2 separate regions of the Mus musculus genome follow, and region 2 is linked to region 1. The links are chromatin contacts, called in public HiChIP or PLAC-seq maps. All regions are on one chromosome and are shown on one strand. Each heading gives the region's core, a stretch centred on a gene start, on an enhancer-like site or on the middle of the called end of the contact. The rest is flanking DNA. Distances are from core to core; before and after follow the strand shown. Region 1 holds the start of Rcan1 (regulator of calcineurin 1). Region 2 holds the start of 1700029J03Rik (RIKEN cDNA 1700029J03 gene).

Region 1 (4,084 bases), core at 528-3,027:
GCGAATTATTTCTTCTCTTCCATTCACAAGGGCATCACAAGGACCCCAGGGCCTTACACATGCCATACTTTGAATAAATCTCAGCTCTAGTTGGGTATGATAATAGATCCACTTCCTGACTAGACAGCTTGCCTACTTTAGGAGAAAACACAGACCCAACTCAACACCCCCCTAAAACTTAACTGCACTAGCAGAGGAACACTTACTGGGCGCGTACTGAATCCTTGCCCATATGGGGGATCTGCCTCGCTCTGCAGGCAATTAACAGAAAGGTGAAACCCACACGGGAGTTCTCACTCTGATGAGCTGTCCAGGCACAATGCTCACCTGAGGTCTTGTTTCCCTGTAATGAACCGCCCCCCACCAAACCAAGGCCCAATGTCTTCCCTCATCTCCTACTTCGATGGTTCTCAATCTTCCTAATGCTGCGACCCTTTAATACAGCCCCTCATATTGTGGTGACCCCCCCAACCAGAAAATTATTTTGTTGTTCTGCATCATAACTACAGTTTTGCTACTGTTCAATTGTTGTCTAAATGTCTGATATGTGGGAGATCTATACGCAAAACCCGTGACGGTTCTTGGACCTCCAAGGGGGTCAAGAGCCACAGGTTGAGACCCATTGCCCTCCTGCTACAAGGATTTGAATGAGAAATGTCTCCTGGGAAGTCTGCCATTTGAACACTGGTCCCCAGTTGGTAGTACTGTGTGGGGAGGTCTAGGGAGTTTGGCTTTCCTGGAGGAAGTGAGCCACCGGGGGCAGGCTTTGGTAGTAGAAACAGTTCACCTATCTAGTTTGTTTCTAGTTCCATGTCCCTGCTTCATGGTTGTGGCTGAGATTTGATCTCTCAGCATCTTGCCTCCGGCTGCCATACCTATTACTTAGCCACCACAATGGACACTTATCCCTCTGGGACGCTATATGGAACACTAAGAAACTCTTTTATAAATTGTTTGGTCGTGGTATTTTATCACAGTAACAGGAAAGTAATTGATACACATAGCTTTTTTTCTTTTTCTTGAGATACTAAAGCAGAAAGGGAAGTTTTTAGAGGAAAGAGAGGCAGCCAGCAGAATTGGAGAAAAGGCACGAGGGAGGGCGATGGGAGACAAAATACAGTGTTATCTGTGTATACACAAAATACACGATATATGTATGAAAATAATTATTGAAACCCACTCATTTTGTGCTAAAAAATGCTTCTAATTATCCAAAAATTGGACAGTAACATAATGACTAACACGTTGAACTATAAACATAAGGCCATATCACGATGTTACTCAAGTCTTATTTGTGATTCCGCGACAATATGCACTAAGTATCTAAGCACTGCTAACGTCTACGGAACAGAGCCTCTAACTAGATTTAGTTTAAGTCCTTAAAATTGGCTGCGTGTTTCCAAACGTCGCCGCGTGGGAACCGCAGAAGCTCTGCCTCCGGGTTACCGTTCCACAGGCTAACACCCGGCTTGTGTCCTTCAACAGGCACCGCCAGCTGTCAGAAAAGCAGAACTGGCCAGAGGCCTCTGCCCCTAACAAATATGGCCGCCCCAAGGCTTCAGGCTTAGGGCGGCAGAGTGGGTGTCACGTGACAAAAATCCCGTCGTATTATTGGTCTGCTCTATAGGAAGGGCGGGACTTGATGGCCCGAGTGGGCCGACCTTAAAGGGAACGTTCTTGGGCTCCGCGAGAGCTACGATTCGAGGCCGGCGAGCGCAGGCTGGCCGCCCCTCCCGCGCGGGGCGGAGGCGGACAGGGCGGGCACTGGAAGGCGGCGTCCCGGCGCCGCGGTGACCCCCAGAGGGTGAAGCGGGAGCCGGCGGCCGCGGCGCCGAGTGGAGCGGAGCTAAGGGAGCGCGCGCCGGGCATGGAGGACGGCGTGGCCGGGCCGCGGCTCGGAGAGGTGGCGGAGGCGGTCGAGGCACGGGCGCCCCGTAGGGTGACTCTGCGGCCCTTCGCGCCCTTCTCTGCGGCTGCCGAGGGGGACGGGGGCGGCGGCGGCGACTGGAGCTTCATCGACTGCGAGATGGAGGAGGTGGATCTGCAGGACCTGCCGAGCGCCACCATCGCCTGCCACCTGGACCCGCGCGTGTTCGTGGACGGCCTGTGCCGGGTGAGGACCGGGCCTCCGTCGGGGCGGAGGGCGGACACTTGTTGCGGGGCGCGGCCGGGGCGGGGACGGGCCGAAGCCCTGCTCCAGGGGTCTCAGACACTGGAGACGAGCTTTCTTTTGCACAGCCTACATAGTCCAGGTCGTGTTCTACGGGATCATTGAAGATCAGAAATCAATTCCTCCTCCCAAGTACCATGATTGGTTACTCAGACCTGCCCCATCTCCTTCCCAGGGTGTCAAATTTGTGTGGATTTGGGCGAGGAAGGAACAATTCCTAATGTACTCAGTGACCCTGATGGTGGCATGTCGCTCCTTTAAGGGTGAACTAAATATCCTAAAGGCTTAGGAAAGACTTTCCCCCCAACCGCATTCAACCAAAACTGGCCAATCAACCGCAAGATAATGAGCAGCCAGGATCCTCACCCAAACACTGGCTTTTCTTCCAATAGTGCAGATTGAGAACGCAGAGCGTAGTCTATTTATGAACGGTGAGTCACGTCTGTTTTCTCCGTCCTCCCAATGAATGAGCTGCACCCTTCCTTTGACAGTAAATGCAGGGCAGGGGCTAAACCCCAACGGACCATGAACAGTTCCCTTGGCCACTTCAGGTGATAATTCATCGAGCACTTGCCCTAAAGGCAAAAATGCAATTTGATTCTCTGCTGTATCTTCCGATCCCAGAACAGCCTCACAACAGAATCTTAATAAATGTGGAAATGAGTGACTGGCCAAGTGGGCAGAGCCTTAGACAATGCTGTTCCAGGATACTAGGCACCCAGACAAATGCAGTCTCACTCTGAACTGATCTTGCTTCAGACAGAAAAAGAGAGCCTGAGATCCCTAAAAGAGGTTTGAAGTGCTGGCGAGAGCTCAACCGGCAGAGAGCGATGAGAAAAGCCCCGAGCTGTGACAATTGTTGCTCTCTCTACACAGGATGTCCTGAAGCGTGTGCATAGCCATTGTAAATCCTCTCTGAAAGTAAATGGCCGTATAAATTATAAATAACCAAGACACAGTGGTGTCTCTCTTGGCAGCGACCTTCAGCTCCACTTCATTGACATGTGGACTCAGTGCCAAGGGCTGAAAGCTTTGCTGACATGTTTGATTGAGGGAAACAGAAAAGGTAAATATCAGCGGTAGCAGAAGGCGACGACGGTGCTCTAGGGAGAAGGAGGAGGGCTCAGGGAGTAGAGGTCTGAGAAGGAAGGCGTTGGCTGCTGTGCGTCCAATGAGCAAAGATGACAACACTCTTGGAATGATAAGGTGGTGATTGCTAAGGACTGATGCTGGTTTCCAGGCGTGGTTTCAGACTCAGGAGGAAGTGGAGAGTTTGCCAGGCTTGTCACTTTCATAGAGCTTGGATTCTGGAAGGTGTGGAGACAGACAGACCTCAGGGAAGAAGCACATGACAGGGGTGCTCTTGAGCACAGCCCCACCACTGACATCTCTCTGATGCTAAAATCCACATGTGGTGAAGTTTCCTATGTAAAACAGTAGGTGCTTGCAAATAGCATATGCATGATATAGCATATGCATAATACAACATATGCATAATACAGCATATGCATAATACAGTATATACATAATATAGTATATGCATAATACAGCGTATGCATAATGTAGTATATGCATAATACAGCATATGCATAATATAGCATATGCATATCCTCCCGTGTGCTTTAAGTCATCTCTAGGCCACTTACGCTACCTGGTAGGTTGTAAATGTATATAAATAGTTGTTATACTGTTATTGTTGTTGTTTTTAAATGGCAAGAAGGAATGGTATGTACCTGTTCTTGCAAGTGCAGTTTTTCTTTATGAAAAAAGAAAAATTATTCTAGATTGTCCGAACCTGTACATGTGCAACCTGAGGTACTGAGGGCCGGCAGAAGAGAGACGTGCAGCATGGAATGTAAAGAGAATCAGGTAGTCGCGACAGGTGGCAGACCTAGTGACAGCCAGGTCCTTACA
Region 2 (4,084 bases), core at 1,054-3,553, 990 kb before region 1:
CTCTGTACCCCAGGACTGTGGCTGGGTAAGAAGTGTCCTAATGTTCGCTCCCTGACGCTTAGCGTTCTAGATGAGGCCTTCGGGAGATGATTGGATAGTGAGGTCTCAGACGTCATCTGTGGGGGTGGACAATTGAAAGCCGTGGAAAGTTGAGGAGATGGGACCTTGCCTGAGAAGGTACTTCAGGAACCCGTGAAGGGTGTGGTTTGTCCTCAGCCTCCTTCCCCCATTCTCTTTGCCTCCTGGCAGCTGTGAGGTAAATTCCTCAGCTCTACCCTGTGCCCCTGACCTTGCTGTTCTGCCTCACCTCATAGCCGAGTGAGTATAGACTGAATTCTCTGAAACCTTGTGTCCAAAGACATCTTCCGTCTGGAGCCTTTTATCTGGGTATTTTATCAGAGCCATGGGAAGTTGACTGACACACTGAGACTGTGACTTTAATCTGGAAATAGGGTCTCACAGGCGGCCAGCCTCCGGAGAGGGATCTCAGGGTGAGGTCATGGTGGGTTTAGCAGGAGACTTAACTCCGCTGGCTGGTGTCCTCATAAGGGAAAAGACAGGGGATTTGAGGTGGATGCACAATGGAGACATTGATGTAAAGATGCAGGCAGAGAATGGAATGCTGCTGCCAATGCACGAGTTCCACAGGTTGCCAGTGGCCAGCAGGGTCTACGGTAGAGGCAAGGGGTGAATCCTTCTTCTGGGATTCCAGAAGAGCAGACTCTTTCTTGGCTTCTGAACTTCACACAGCGGAAGGGTAGATTTTTATTACATTGTAGCAATTTGTTCATCAGAAGCCCTGATAAGGGTCTTGGAGACCTCCAGGAGTTTTAATTTTGTTTGCAAGAGGCTCAGCAACTTGCCCAGGCACACACAGCAGAGGCACAGTGGCCCTCAGGGGCAGATGTTCCATCCTGGATGCTGACTTAGGGCTTCTGTTCACTCACGGCTGTTTGTAGAGCATCTCATATGTACCGAGCACAGAGACAGATGCTGGCCAGACCTCAGGGTAAGCAAGGCACATCTGACTTGTCATTCTGGGGCTTTTACAGTCCGAAAATGTTAAGAAAGACTGCTATGTGATAACATCGGAGTATAGGTCACAGTACTGGGGACAGTGTGTGTGTGGCTGGAGGGTTCAGAAAGTCTCCTCAGGGTGATGGAGCTTCAGTATGCAGAGACGGTGGAGAGCAGAGAGCTTGTGTGCAGTGGTGGGTAGAAGGCCAGGTTTTTATCTCCAGGTCAGGCAACGTCTTCAACAAGGATGCTAAGTCTCTTCAAGGACCATAGAACAAGATGAATCCCACCAACTGCCTGCCGCTTCTAACTTTTTTTCTAGATAACATCTTTAATCAGAGAGCCACTCCTGCTCTTCAGCTCTTCAGCCAAGCACCTCAGAGGAAGCTGAGCCCATGTGGAGTCCCCAGGGGTGGTCGAGTGATAATGTCACTTGTGCCATATGTACCCCCTTGGCAGAATGACGGATATGCAAACTAATTCCAGCTCATAGAGTGTAAGGGGAGGGCCCGAGGAGCGGCTCACTGGGTGAGAGGCCAGCATGAGAACTTGACTCCTGATCCCTGATATTTGTACAAAAACTCCAGTGTTTTCAGGCCCAGCACTGGGGGCAGAGACGGGCCAATGCAGAGAGTGTGGAACAAACCAGCCTGCTCAAAGCAGCAGATTCTGATTCAGAGAGATGCTGTCTCAGGGCAGCAAGGTAGAGAGGGAAATTACCGAATGCCTCCCCTCCCCCAACACTCACATCCTGTAAGAGGATTTCTGGCGGAGGCAGAGATCTGGATGCTCCTCCCTTCAGGCTGGAGAGGCAGAGAGGAAAACTCACGTTTCTAGAAATGTAGCGTCTGCCACAGTGACAGACATTTCGCTACCACCCACAACAGTGACAGACATCTCGCTACCACCCAGCAGCTGAAGCTCTCCCAAGGGACAGGGTTCTTGCTGGCCTGCTGGCCGCGTGGTACCACTGCCCAACTGTTGTGTTAGAAGGTGGCTTGTATCTGGACAGATCACACCACAGCAGCACAGCTCTATGAGAAGAGATTTACTGGGGAAAGAGGGGGTGAGGAGGAGGAATGAGGGGAACAAAGAAGGGGAGAGGGGTCTGGGGCCCTGCCTTTTATTCAGGCCGGGATGTAACCATGAATATCAGGTGCGCAGGTGAAGTGCGCAGGTGAGGCGCACATTGGGGGGGGGGGGGGGGAATGATGTGTGGCGGTTGCCATGGCAACAGACGCATGAGCGTCCCTGTTGCCTAGGGGTGACCTCATCGCTGGATTCCGAGGCGACCAGTTTCTGATGTCAACACCATTGCTTACCTTTGAGGTCTCTTTAATGTATTGTTATTTTGGCCAGTGGGAATCACTGCTGCTGGCGAAAGCATGGGGCTTCCTGGAGGAGGAGACCTGGTGACCCACAGGCTGTCTGAAATGGTCTGAAAACGAGCAGAAGTTAGGCCGATGTAAGTAGAGTGTTGTAGGCAGAAAGCACAGTCCCCGTCCCCGTGTGGTCGAAGACACAGGACAGTCCTGACTCAGAGGTAGTACGGATCACAAGGAACAGAGGTGGGGGGGGGGGGCACGGGGACGGAACGCCCTTTCTGACTCTCAAGATGGGCTCATCATGTTTGGCTCACGAGGCGCTGAGGTCCTCACTGAACTCAGAGGGAGTTTGAGGGAGTTTGGGCGTCGCTCTAGAGAAGATGGATGACGGTGGAGTGCCGTGTGATGCTGGTGCACAGCCCGCTGCTACCCAGGTAACCACGGTGGCCCTTGAACTCGGTTCCCCTGGACTCTCAGGACTTACTTGGGTGCCGTTCTCTTCTCTCTCAGCTGCCCGTCTAGGCTGAGTGCCGCCCTGAGCCCTGTGTTGGCCTCAGTACTCCATCAGGTCCAGCCCCCGGTCTCCTGCTTCGGTTTGTCTTTGTCCTGTGTTGGGTGTGCTGCTTGGACTCCTTATTCTCTCAGAGCGACCAATTGAGAGGCAAAGAGCAGAATGAGCGAGCGGCTTCCAGCACACTCAGAGTGAACCAGAGGCTGAGGGCACAGCCATTGTCCCTGCCTCCCATGAGGATCTATTTGAGGGGCTGGGCCTCCCTCAATGCCTGGTTTTGATAGGCCAAGAGCCATTGTAAATATATGAAACTGTCACTGGTATAGCCGAGAGGTGGAAAGGGAAGGGCTGGCTAATGGAGAGTCAACTGTGGACATCCAATTCTCCCCTAAAGGCAGGGTTGGGAGGGTGCTGGATGCAACAATGAGGACCTGAATCTAGATTGCCAGAACCAAGGGTAAAAAAACAAAAAAATCAAAAAACAAAACAAAACAAAAAACAAACAACAACAAACGACAACAACAACAGCAAAAAAACCAAAAACCCAAAAACCCAAAAAAGCCTTGCATGTGGCACACACACACACACACACACACACACACACACACACACACACACTTGAAGGGGCTGGAGAGATGGCTCAGTGGTTAAGAGCACTGACTGCTCTTCCAGAGGTCCTGAGTTCAATTCCCAGCAACCACATGGTGGCTCACATCCATCTGTAATGGGATCTGATGCCCTCTTGTGGTGTGTCTGAAGACAGCAACAATGTTCTCACATACATAAAACAAGGAAATCTTAAAAAACAAAAGCAAAACAACAGCAGTAAAACAAACAAAAATTCCCAACTACTTTGGAGGCAGGGAGACAATAGCTCCCCAAGCTGACTTTTTTTCCCCCTTCTCAAACTGTTCAGTTTGTCTGAGGAGGGGCACAAGTGGCCGGAGGCCAACACACCAAGGAGTGCTGACCCCAGCTCCCTGCTTCTGGGAAGCCTTGGAGGAAATCCTTTGGCACCAAGCAAGCAAGCAAACACACACCCAAACAAAACAGCAGGAGAAGCCCCACACCGAAAAGTTTCCACTTGCAAACATGTTTTTGTCACGGCCAAAGGTTTAGGATTGCAACATTTTGGGCGTCTTTGGCCCTAAACTCAAGGACTCTGCAGTTTTCCCAAAGCACCTAAAATAAAGAATTCTCTTTGGCAAAAACAGTATGTTTGTAAACAGAA

The links. HiChIP or PLAC-seq counts read pairs in DNA pulled down with a chosen protein or histone mark.
Region 2: a contact with region 1 is called in an H3K4me3 HiChIP or PLAC-seq map of forebrain, with 8 times the contacts expected there. The contact joins the promoter of 1700029J03Rik here to the promoter of Rcan1 in region 1. A contact is called at or near these places in 8 of 39 promoter capture datasets (the HPC-7 cell line, cranial neural crest, embryonic stem cells and 4 more), 14 of 115 datasets of contacts at active chromatin or transcription factors (embryonic forebrain, embryonic hindbrain, embryonic limb bud and 8 more) and 1 of 9 other capture datasets (adipose tissue).

The regions. Positions count from the first base shown.
Region 1 is chr16:92,463,862-92,467,945 of GRCm38.p6, reverse strand. Rcan1 (regulator of calcineurin 1) reads left to right here and starts at 1,777. Exons shown (of 4, transcript NM_001081549.2): 1 at 1,777-2,113. The coding sequence starts at 1,868. It overlaps Gm46555 (a long non-coding RNA gene), which reads right to left. Exons shown (of 4, transcript XR_003951847.1): 4 at 2,112-4,084.
Region 2 is chr16:93,457,091-93,461,174 of GRCm38.p6, reverse strand. It overlaps 1700029J03Rik (RIKEN cDNA 1700029J03 gene), which reads left to right and starts at 2,303. Exons shown (of 3, transcript NR_040494.1): 1 at 2,303-2,482.